2 separate regions of the Oryza sativa genome follow, and region 1 is linked to region 2. A link is a contact called in public HiCAR-type data. All regions are on one chromosome and are shown on one strand. The core of a region is the stretch at or near the end of the contact, and the rest is flanking DNA. Distances in the headings are between cores, read along the strand shown. Region 1 holds the start of LOC4337958 (probable cellulose synthase A catalytic subunit 1 [UDP-forming]). Region 2 holds the start of LOC4337942 (phospholipase D alpha 1-like).

The links. HiCAR-type assays count read pairs that join an accessible place to other places.
Region 1: a contact with region 2 is called in a HiCAR-type map of leaf, with 2.5 times the contacts expected there. The contact joins the promoter of LOC4337958 here to the promoter of LOC4337942 in region 2. A contact is called at or near these places in 1 of 15 Hi-C or Micro-C datasets (an unstated tissue) and 1 of 4 datasets of contacts at active chromatin or transcription factors (leaf).

What each region holds. Positions count from the first base shown.
Region 1 is chr5:4,587,830-4,592,912 of ASM3414082v1, reverse strand. It overlaps LOC4337958 (probable cellulose synthase A catalytic subunit 1 [UDP-forming]), which reads left to right and starts at 2,419. Exons shown (of 14, transcript NM_001402501.1): 1 at 2,419-2,796; 2 at 3,366-3,561; 3 at 3,751-3,938; 4 at 4,039-4,123; 5 at 4,207-4,396; 6 at 4,735-5,001. The coding sequence starts at 2,710.
Region 2 is chr5:4,277,996-4,282,829 of ASM3414082v1, reverse strand. It overlaps LOC4337942 (phospholipase D alpha 1-like), which reads left to right and starts at 3,398. Exons shown (of 4, transcript XM_015784677.3): 1 at 3,398-3,610; 2 at 3,760-3,914. The coding sequence starts at 3,807. It overlaps LOC4337944 (embryo-specific protein ATS3B), which reads right to left and starts at 1,426. Exons shown (of 2, transcript XM_015783364.3): 1 at 1,101-1,426; 2 at 417-1,007. The coding sequence starts at 1,205. The coding sequence ends at 570. TRNAP-AGG (transfer RNA proline (anticodon AGG)) reads right to left here and starts at 1,556; the gene lies at 1,485-1,556.

The sequences.
Region 1 (5,083 bases), core at 1,170-3,669, 310 kb before region 2:
ACAGCAACATGCTCGAAGAAATTCCTCTTCAGTTCTGCGTACAAACAGTTAACTTAACTGGATGCTGACCGTTCTGTACACTGTCCAGTTCTGTTCTTCAGAGAGTAGTAGAGTACGTACACGAGACAACTCTGAATATTCCCCCACGTTGCGTTTCTGCCCTTGATTTTTTTTTTTTTTGCCCCAACTTCGCATGTGACCAGCGGTGCAGAGACACGTTAGCGTCACCAGCGGTGGTTGCTGCCCCTGGCCTCAAGACAGCTAATAATCGACAGGACTAATACTAATCCACGGGTTAATTAGACTAGACCATCAACCAGGCTGCAGGCAAGAGCAACACTCGTTTTAATACTTCAATTAGTTGTTGCAGCATAATCCCAGCCACTACAGTACGTAGTACCACTGTTGTAATCAAGGGCAAAAGAGGCAGACAAAGTAGAGCCTGAACCTCCATGCTGTTCCTCACAAATCACCAGATAGATTTTAGCAAGTTAAGAGAAATTTTTTTGTCATGTTTAGTCAGTTTCTTTGACTTCACTGCTACATGGCTTGCAACTAGTTTTTTTTTTTAAAAAAAAACACTTTCTACTATGTATTTGTTACTGCATCCTAGAAGTAAAATAAGTGAGATGTATTTTTTAGCTGTATGCCTATGGACAGAGGCCGGAGATGTAACCCATTTTTATTATTTTTTTAAAAAAGAAGTAAAATAAGTGAGGGTTTATGATGAACAACAACAGTACCAAACCAAACTGAAGTTTTCGTGTCGAACAGTGTAACAGAAATACAGCAGCACCATCAAGCCGATGGCAAATCATTTTCCATGCATGCGATGTGAAGATTCCAATTTGGTTAGAGGAACAAAAAGAAACTAGGAGAGATTACAGAGAGAGAGAAGGAGAAAAAATATATATTAGTGATTATTGCAAGTAACAATAAAGAAAAGAGGCCACCGACGGGCAGGACAGTGGCAGCCCAACCGCCATTATTGGGACAAGAACGGTTTACCTGACAGTGTGCTTATTGCAAAGCACAAGTCAGCACATCTCATTTGTTCTTGTTAACTTTGGAGTGACAGGCTCCCTATAATCTGGTCTGATTTTTTTTCCTCTTAATGCATGCTTAATTAATCTACATCTGGCATCACAAATTAATTATGTTCAGTTTGTGAATCTTTGAGGTGCAATGATGAAAACAAAGGGGAGTTCAGTAGCTATCTATATGGGATGTGGAGTAAAGAGAGCCAGGGACTTTTATTTTAGTGATTTTATATATTAGTTGCTGTAAATTTAAATAAAAATTGCATAGCATGTACTATACGCTTATGGTGTAAATAAGTAAAAAGAACTACAATCTTGTTGTTTGTTATAAATCCCAAGGTAAGGTGGAAAACCGTAATGATGTGTGCCAAAACGTTGCATTTGTCGGTCGATGAAACGGCAAGAAGAAAATTAGTTTCCTGGGAGGAGTGTTAGGTACTCTAAGCACAGCAGGTTCTATAAAAGATTTATTAATCGATTCAGGGAGTGCAAACAAATTAATATAAGATATTGCTTACCCCTAAATCAGAAGAGGAATAGTTTTAATCATGTGAATAATGCACTTCTTTTTTCAATCCTCGAGCCCCTAACCAGGTCCTCTTTCCATTTTCAAATAATGCACCAAGTCTATATTATGCACAAGCTTAAGTTAGCATCAACCTTGGTTAAGAATGACAATCCAAAGCATTGAGAATATTCAAACTTGTAATATTATTGATGATATAGGAGAAAACTACTTAAAAGCTGGTATGCAAAACAACTAACAATGTTGCACTTAATATTATTCCTCTTTAATTTTTCTCATATTTTCCTGTCATGTGCTCGAGGTATATCTTCTCCATGAAGAAACAACTATTTTCTCTTGTCCACGTCAGCAAAATAAGTGTTATATATACTGTGGCAAATTAAAACAAAACATGTTTAGAACGGAAAAACATTGCAGAAAACTAGACCAATACACAAATTACATCTGCTATTCGAGAAACATAAGTTCTCAATGTTTTTATAATTAAGAATTGAATTAACTTCCCTGCAAATATCACAGAATGCTTGGCAATGCAAATAATTCTCACCATATAATTTCGATCCACCAATCACAGCACCATCGATTTGATGCCAACTCACATGTTACACGCTTGCTGCACATGCCACATTTCTTTCCCCCTTTCCTACCTCCAAAAAACACCACAAAAAAAAAAGAGTAGCGGCAGGTAGGAGGGCATTCCCGTCCACCGCCGAGGCGCCGACAGATCCACCCGCTACCGCCGGTCACCCGGGCCCACCCCGTCAGCGGGTGACAGCCTGTGCCCAGCTCCACCCCTCATCCGACGGCCGAGATATCTCCCCCTCATCTCATCCGACGGCCAGGAGGCGAGCCGGGTGACCGGCGGTAGCCGGTGGCGAGACTCCCACCAACTGAAGCGAAACCAACCCGAGCGTGTCTCGCGTATGTAAGAAGAGAAGACGAGGAGGCGAGAGGAAGTAGTGGAGCGCGAGCTGAAGAGGAGGAGGGGAGTGGAGGAGGCGGCGCTGCAGATCTGGAGGCGGAGCGGCGAATGGTGGTGTCGCCGGCGGCCGCCGCGATCTAGGCTTGCCGCGCGCGCGCGGATCTGCGAGCTGCGTAGCCGTTTCTCGCTGTGAGTGGAGGAGGAGGAGGAAGGGGAGGAGGATGGCGGCGAACGCGGGGATGGTGGCGGGATCCCGCAACCGGAACGAGTTCGTCATGATCCGCCCCGACGGCGACGCGCCACCGCCGGTACGTGCGTGCGTGCGATGAGCGAGCGAGATGAGAGCGTGTCGGTGGTGGATCTGGGGTGAGGGGAGAGGGAGTGAGTGTGGTGTTGGGTGCGCATCTCTCGAATCGAATCCCCCGCAAAATTGCGTTTGTTTTTTTGTGCTGGGCTCGGGGATTTTCCCCCGCAGTTTTCCCTATGTGCATTTGGCGCGGGCGATTGTAGTGTCCTCCTGTGTGGAATTGTTAGTGAGTAATCCTCATGTGAGGAAATGTCCGGTGGTTGTGGAATTGTAGGGATTTAGCTAGAGCAATGCAGCTCCCGGAATTCCCCAGTCTAGGCTTCGCGGGTAGCATTTGAGGTGCCATTGATGTGTTAGATCTCAGCTTGGTTAGTACTGATGACGCAGAGGCTGAATCATTAGAACTGTGGAATTCATGCCCAGCTTTTGTAGAGCTCCTCCATTTCTAGCTTTAGGACCTTGGTTTCGACTTGAAGCGAAGCAGATGGTTCTTTAGTTAGTGATTAATTACTAATAGTTCTGTAGTTCCGTTTGGGCATGTACTAACTGTCGTTTTCTTGCTTGATGCAGGCTAAGCCAGGGAAGAGTGTGAATGGTCAGGTCTGCCAGATTTGTGGCGACACTGTTGGCGTCTCGGCCACCGGCGACGTCTTTGTTGCCTGCAATGAGTGCGCCTTCCCGGTCTGCCGCCCTTGCTACGAGTACGAGCGCAAGGAAGGGAACCAGTGCTGCCCCCAGTGCAAGACTAGATACAAGAGGCACAAAGGTTGGTTTCTGTACAACTGTTCTATTATTTATATGTCATATAATATATCATTACTAAGTTCATGTTTGATTCTTGCTTCATATCTATGTATCCACATATAAAATTAGACTACCAACTCTGTCTTTTATTCCATAAAGACAAATGATTGATGTATACTGTGATTGTTTTGCCGCCTTGGACAAAATGCAGGTAGCCCTAGAGTTCAGGGCGATGAGGAGGAGGAAGATGTTGATGACCTGGACAATGAATTCAATTATAAGCATGGCAATGGCAAAGGTCCAGAGTGGCAGATACAGAGACAGGGGGAAGATGTTGACCTGTCTTCATCTTCTCGCCACGAACAACATCGGATTCCCCGTCTGACAAGTGGGCAACAGGTACAGTTTAACATGATATAAGTTCTCACTTGTATCAGTGAACTTGTTTCTGTAAGAATGCTGTGCTCTTGGGTACTGACAAACTGATATTTTCATTCAGATCTCAGGAGAGATCCCTGATGCTTCCCCCGATCGCCATTCTATCCGCAGCGGAACATCAAGCTATGTTGATCCAAGTGTTCCAGGTACTTTTCTTACTCATCATAAATTGCTCCTTGGGAAAAACATTGGTTTGGAAAGTGCTAACATTTCTCTATTATGATTCCAGTTCCTGTGAGGATTGTGGACCCCTCCAAGGACTTGAATTCCTATGGGATTAACAGTGTTGACTGGCAAGAAAGAGTTGCCAGCTGGAGGAACAAGCAGGACAAAAATATGATGCAGGTAGCTAATAAATATCCAGAGGCAAGAGGGGGAGACATGGAAGGGACTGGTTCAAATGGTGAAGATATGCAAATGTATGGACAACCTATCCTTATATTATACACGCTGCTTTGCAGTGGATTTAGATAGTTATTTTTGCATTATAGAAATTCACATCAGACACCCAAAAACTTGGTCTTTATGATGCGCAGACTGAAGGTATATCATATCAGCATATACTGAAGATAGCTCACTCAAGCACTTAGAATGCCCTTTTCTCCATGTTATTCAATGACTTATTAGATAGTTTTATACCTCTGAGTTTGATCAGGATATAGATTTTCATTGACTATGCTTTACCACTACTGCAGTTTGATGTATATTGTATATATTGCTTCAAGTATATTGATCTTTCTGTAATTGTCTTTCACAGGGTTGATGATGCACGTCTACCTCTGAGCCGCATAGTGCCTATCCCTTCAAACCAGCTCAACCTTTACCGGATTGTTATCATTCTCCGTCTTATCATCCTGATGTTCTTCTTCCAATATCGTGTCACTCATCCAGTGCGGGATGCTTATGGATTGTGGCTAGTATCTGTTATCTGTGAAATTTGGTTTGCCTTATCCTGGCTCCTAGATCAATTCCCAAAGTGGTACCCGATAAACCGTGAAACATACCTTGACAGGCTTGCATTGAGGTAAGATGAGATACTTGATATACATTTTTTCAGGGTCGTGGCACTGAAACTCTCTTACATTGATATTCTGTGTCCTGAGGCG
Region 2 (4,834 bases), core at 2,149-4,648:
ATAGGAGCACTGGAAATTGTAGTGTGATTCTTAAATCCTACAAGAAAAGATTACAGCTCTTTGATAGTGCGATGGAAGAAAACAAAAGAGAGTTTGCATTCCTCTATAAACTTTCTATGAAACGTAAAGCATATGAATACAACCCTATGAAAAGCTTTCTTTCTTTTCCTATAGGGAAAAAATTCATAATTTGAACCTTATGAAAACCCTTTGCCAAAGAGGCCTAAATGTTCTCACCTTTGAGTTAACGATTTTTGAGAGAGCGTATACAATGAAACGGAGGGAGCAGCAATATTCTACAATGCAGTATTTTTCTCTTTCAACCACCTTTTCCTGGATGACTAAATTTTGCTCGGACTAACAAAATTTAGTAGAATTCGATAAGTTAAAGTTTATCATTTGAACACAAAAGAACAAAGACAAATAAATGTGTCATCCGAAAGCTCTTATTTCCGATATTTCTCACACACACGAGGCTGTTTATTCTTGAGTGATGGATGGATGCATCCGAATTCCGAAAATCGCCAATTCCGTAGTACTACTAGTACATTGCGGAGCGAGCAGCTACCCTAGCCTAGAGGTGAAGCGGAGGTGTTCGTCCGGCGCGCCGCCATGGCCGGGGACGCCTTGGGGCAGCGGTTGTGGCCGTACCAGACGCCGTCGGGCAGCGGCGAGCCGAAGTAGAAGGTGGACGGCTTCTCCCCGGCGGCGGCGCCAGGCTCGAACACCTGCACCCACTCCGGCGCCCACCCGTCGCGGCCGGCGCGGCGGAGGTAGAGGTAGCAGACGCCGTACCCGCACTGCCCGCCGACGCGGAACGCGTCGACGGCGCACCGGTCGAGCGCCCCCGACGCCCCGCCCGCCGGCAGCCGCGCGCCGTACGCCTCGTTCCGGTACGCGTCCCCGAACGCGACGCTGACAATGTCCGCCGTCCGCGCCGGCGACGCGCAGCTCGTCTTCACCCGCACCGTGTACGTGCACTCCCGCCTCGCCGCCGCCGACGCCTCCTGCAACGAACACCCACGCACGCACGCGTCAGACGACCAGACAGAGAGAGAGAGAGAGAGAGAGAGAGAGGGAGCAAGAAGGCAAGAACGGACCGTGGCGGCGTGGCATGGGTGGAGAAGGAGGACGGCGGCGAGGAGAAGAAGAAGGGGAAGGCGGCGGGTGGCGGCGGCGGAGGAGGAAGGCGCCATGGACACCATTGTTCACGCTATTGACTCCGTGAGGCGTGAATGCGTGATGGGCATGGGCACGGTGAGGATATATTCGGCGACAGGACAAAGAGGAGGAGGACGACGACGTGCAGTGCAGCAGGTGCGGGGGCCCCGGCGATCTGCGGCGTGGCAGACTGGGGGTGGGGGCGTCGCGGTCGTCCGTTTCGATGCGCGCGCCGCGGTGGCAGCAGCGCGGCGAGTTTGCGTGTCGCGTTGCTGTTAGCGGGAGTGTGCAGGTTAAGAAAAAAAAAGAACTGGAAAAAAAATGGGGCATTCCGAGAATTGAACTCGGGACCTCTCGCACCCTAAGCGAGAATCATACCACTAGACCAAATGCCCGCTGCTGTTACTAATTTATGACAGATGTTACTTTCCTTATACTCCCTATTTACACACGGTAGTAGCACATAATAAACGAGACTATTAAAAATTTGTCTCGGGTTTTATTTTTATAAAAAAAAGAAATTTCAAATGTGGGTAATCCTGTGTATCTATAAAATCATGCTCACTAAGTGTGGTTAATACTATTTCTCTAATCTCATTAAGACATATCACCTTAATTTTTTTAGCCGTTAGATGATTGATCTATGGTTCGAATTATTTTTCTCCTTTTCTTCTCTTATGAATTCATATTACTTTGGATGAATAATCTATATTATCTTCTTTATTTTCCTTCTGCCACATCACATTAGTTTCACATTAATTTAAATGGTCAATCTATATATGATTTAAATTGTTATAAACCATTATATTTTTTAAAAAATTTTGATCAAATATGAAAATTATATAAAATATATAAAATTATGTCATCTAGCTATCCAACGTGTTATTTCTACTATTATCGTACAAAACTCCTGCAGCAACATGCAGGGTTCATCTAGTTACATTGCAAACTTAGGTTGTGTTTAGATCCAACGGTGAAAAATTTTGGCGTGTCACACCGGATATACGGACTCACATTTGAAGTATTAAATATAGACTAATAACAAAACAAATTACAGATTCCACCTGTAAACTGCGAGACGAATTTATTAAGCCTAATCAATCCGTCATTAACAAATATTTACCGTAGCACCACATTGTCAGATCGTGGAGCAATTAGGCTTAAAAGATTCGTCTCGCAAATTAGTTGCAATCTGTGCAATTGATTATTTTTTAGCCTATATTTAATACTACATGCATGTGTCCAAACATTCGATGTGACAGGGTGAAAAATTTTGACAGGGGATCTAAACATGCCCTTATTGTCTACATCGTAATTTTGATTTCTGTACCATTAGAACACATCGATATTTGTGCAAAAAGGGAAAAAAATCACGTGTTGCAAGTTTTTTTAGAACTACACAATACCACGTATACACTCACAACGCATGTATACTCACCCTACCCCTATGAGCATCTTCGAAGACATGGGGACACGCACACTCACATAGGTCCATTAAATCCTGGAAAATTCGCTCCCATGGGGACACGCACACTGACACATGTCCGCGAAATTTCGACGTTTCGACATGGCTCGGAATTAAGTTTCAATTGGAATTTCGAAGGTTAAACAATAGATTTGGTCTAAATTTAGTTAAAATTTATCGAAAATTGTGATACCGATGGGACTCGAAATTTAGTGGTCAACCGGTAATGTAAACCCTGCCACAGGCACCTCGCTGTTGACGAGTACGTCGCCTACCATTGAAAGCACAAAGCCGTTAAATATTAGAAAATTCGCAAAGTTGAATCTAGGACCTAAGGTGCTATTGAGGCTTGTAACCACTAGGCTAAAGGCCCTTGTCCTTCCGCGTGTTGCAAGTTTTTAATACTACTACTTATGTACAAGTATTCCAACCCGCACATATTGTTTGCTATGATATTGTTTTGCGAATTTGCTAGTATTATTTGCTTGTCTGGGCATTGCTGCGGGAAAAACTCTTCTCGAAGAAGAGGACTCTTCCGTTTTCGATCTTTTGATACAGTGCAGAAGGTGTGCTATGGTTGAAAAAATTATTGTACACTCCAAAAATCATGTAAGGTAGCAGGGTTGGAGTGTTTTTTTTTAACTAAAATCTCTCCAAATCAGTTTTGAGGATGAAATAGGAGGACCTTTGGTGATGCTCGGCGAGACAAACTCCAGGGCTTGATGTTCCATGTCAGCACGTTGGCGCGGCGCAACCGGGGACAAAAAAAAGAAAAAAAAATGCAGCGATGGATGGATGGTGGATGCCCGGCTGCTCCGCTCCCCTGTTGCCTCCGCCGTCCGCTGCAACACTAGACTTCCTATTTTCGGATGATCGGATCACCTTCCCTAGAAATTCCTAAATTAATTCACCGTCCTTTCCTCCTCTTCTTCCTCCTTATCTCCTCTTCTCTCCCTGTTCCTTCTCCTTCTGTTCGATCAATCGGTGCGTTCGCCATTGCAGATAATTAATCATCTTTATTTTTTTTCTTATCTGACGGATTTATGTATAGATTCTAGCCATGAACTTGTCTATGATCGAGCATGAGATTTTGCATCATGGTAAACACAATTTCCCTTTTTGTATGTGTGCAGGGGTGATCATCGAGATCGTGTTGAGGGATAGATAGTTTAATCTAACAATGGCGAAGATCCTGCTCCATGGGACGATGCACGTCACCATCTTCGAGGCGGAATCGCTCTCCAACCCTAGCAGGCCAAGCTCCCAAGCGCCCCAGTTCCTCCGCAAGGTCCTTTGCTTGTTCCTTCATCATGGACTTACTTAGATCTCCCATGCAGTATATACTTCCTCCATCCCTAAATGTTTGACGCCGTTGACTTTTTTAAACATGTTTGACCGTTCGTCTTATTGAAAAAACTTTTGTGAAATATGACGAATGGTCAAACATGTTTAAAAAAGTCAACGGCGTCAAATATTTAAGTAAGGAGGGAGTATATTATTTGCCGTATTGATTTCAACTTTCAAGTCGTGTACAACGAACGAGTTGTCTAGTGTTTTACCCTGATCGTTTGAGACATGGCTGATAAGTCATGGAAAAATGAGCGAAAGCAACCGAATATAATTTATGGTGATGATTTTATTTTATATATGTGTGTTGTTTGTGTTTTAGAAAGCAATGCTGGAAAATAGACTATAATGGAATAAAAACTGAAATCAACGTTTTATAATTTAGATTTTAGCTGGTGCCTGTTTTAACAGTCATAACCGGAAGTGGTTCTTGCCATCCATTCATGCATGAACGTGATTTGCTCCTTTTGCTACAGTCCAATTCTATTCCTTTTTTTTTTGCTAATCCTCTCTTCTCTCTTCTATCCAATGGAAATGTGTGCGGCGATATTCGAGTCATAATCATATTGAAATTACCATCAGTAGCATCATCATGTGCATACATTTTCAATCTATAGGACGAGCTAGTCTACAAACATACTCCATCCGTCCTAAAAAAAGGCAAACCCTAGGTTTGCGTGTCCAACTTTGACTGTCCGTCTTATATGAAATTTTTTTATAATTATTATTTTTATTATTGTTAGATGATAAAACATGATTAATACTTTGTGCGTGACTTGTCTTTTTAATTTTTTTCATAATTTTTTCAAATAAGACGAACGGTCAAACATTGGGCACGGAAACCAGGGTTTGTCTTTTTTT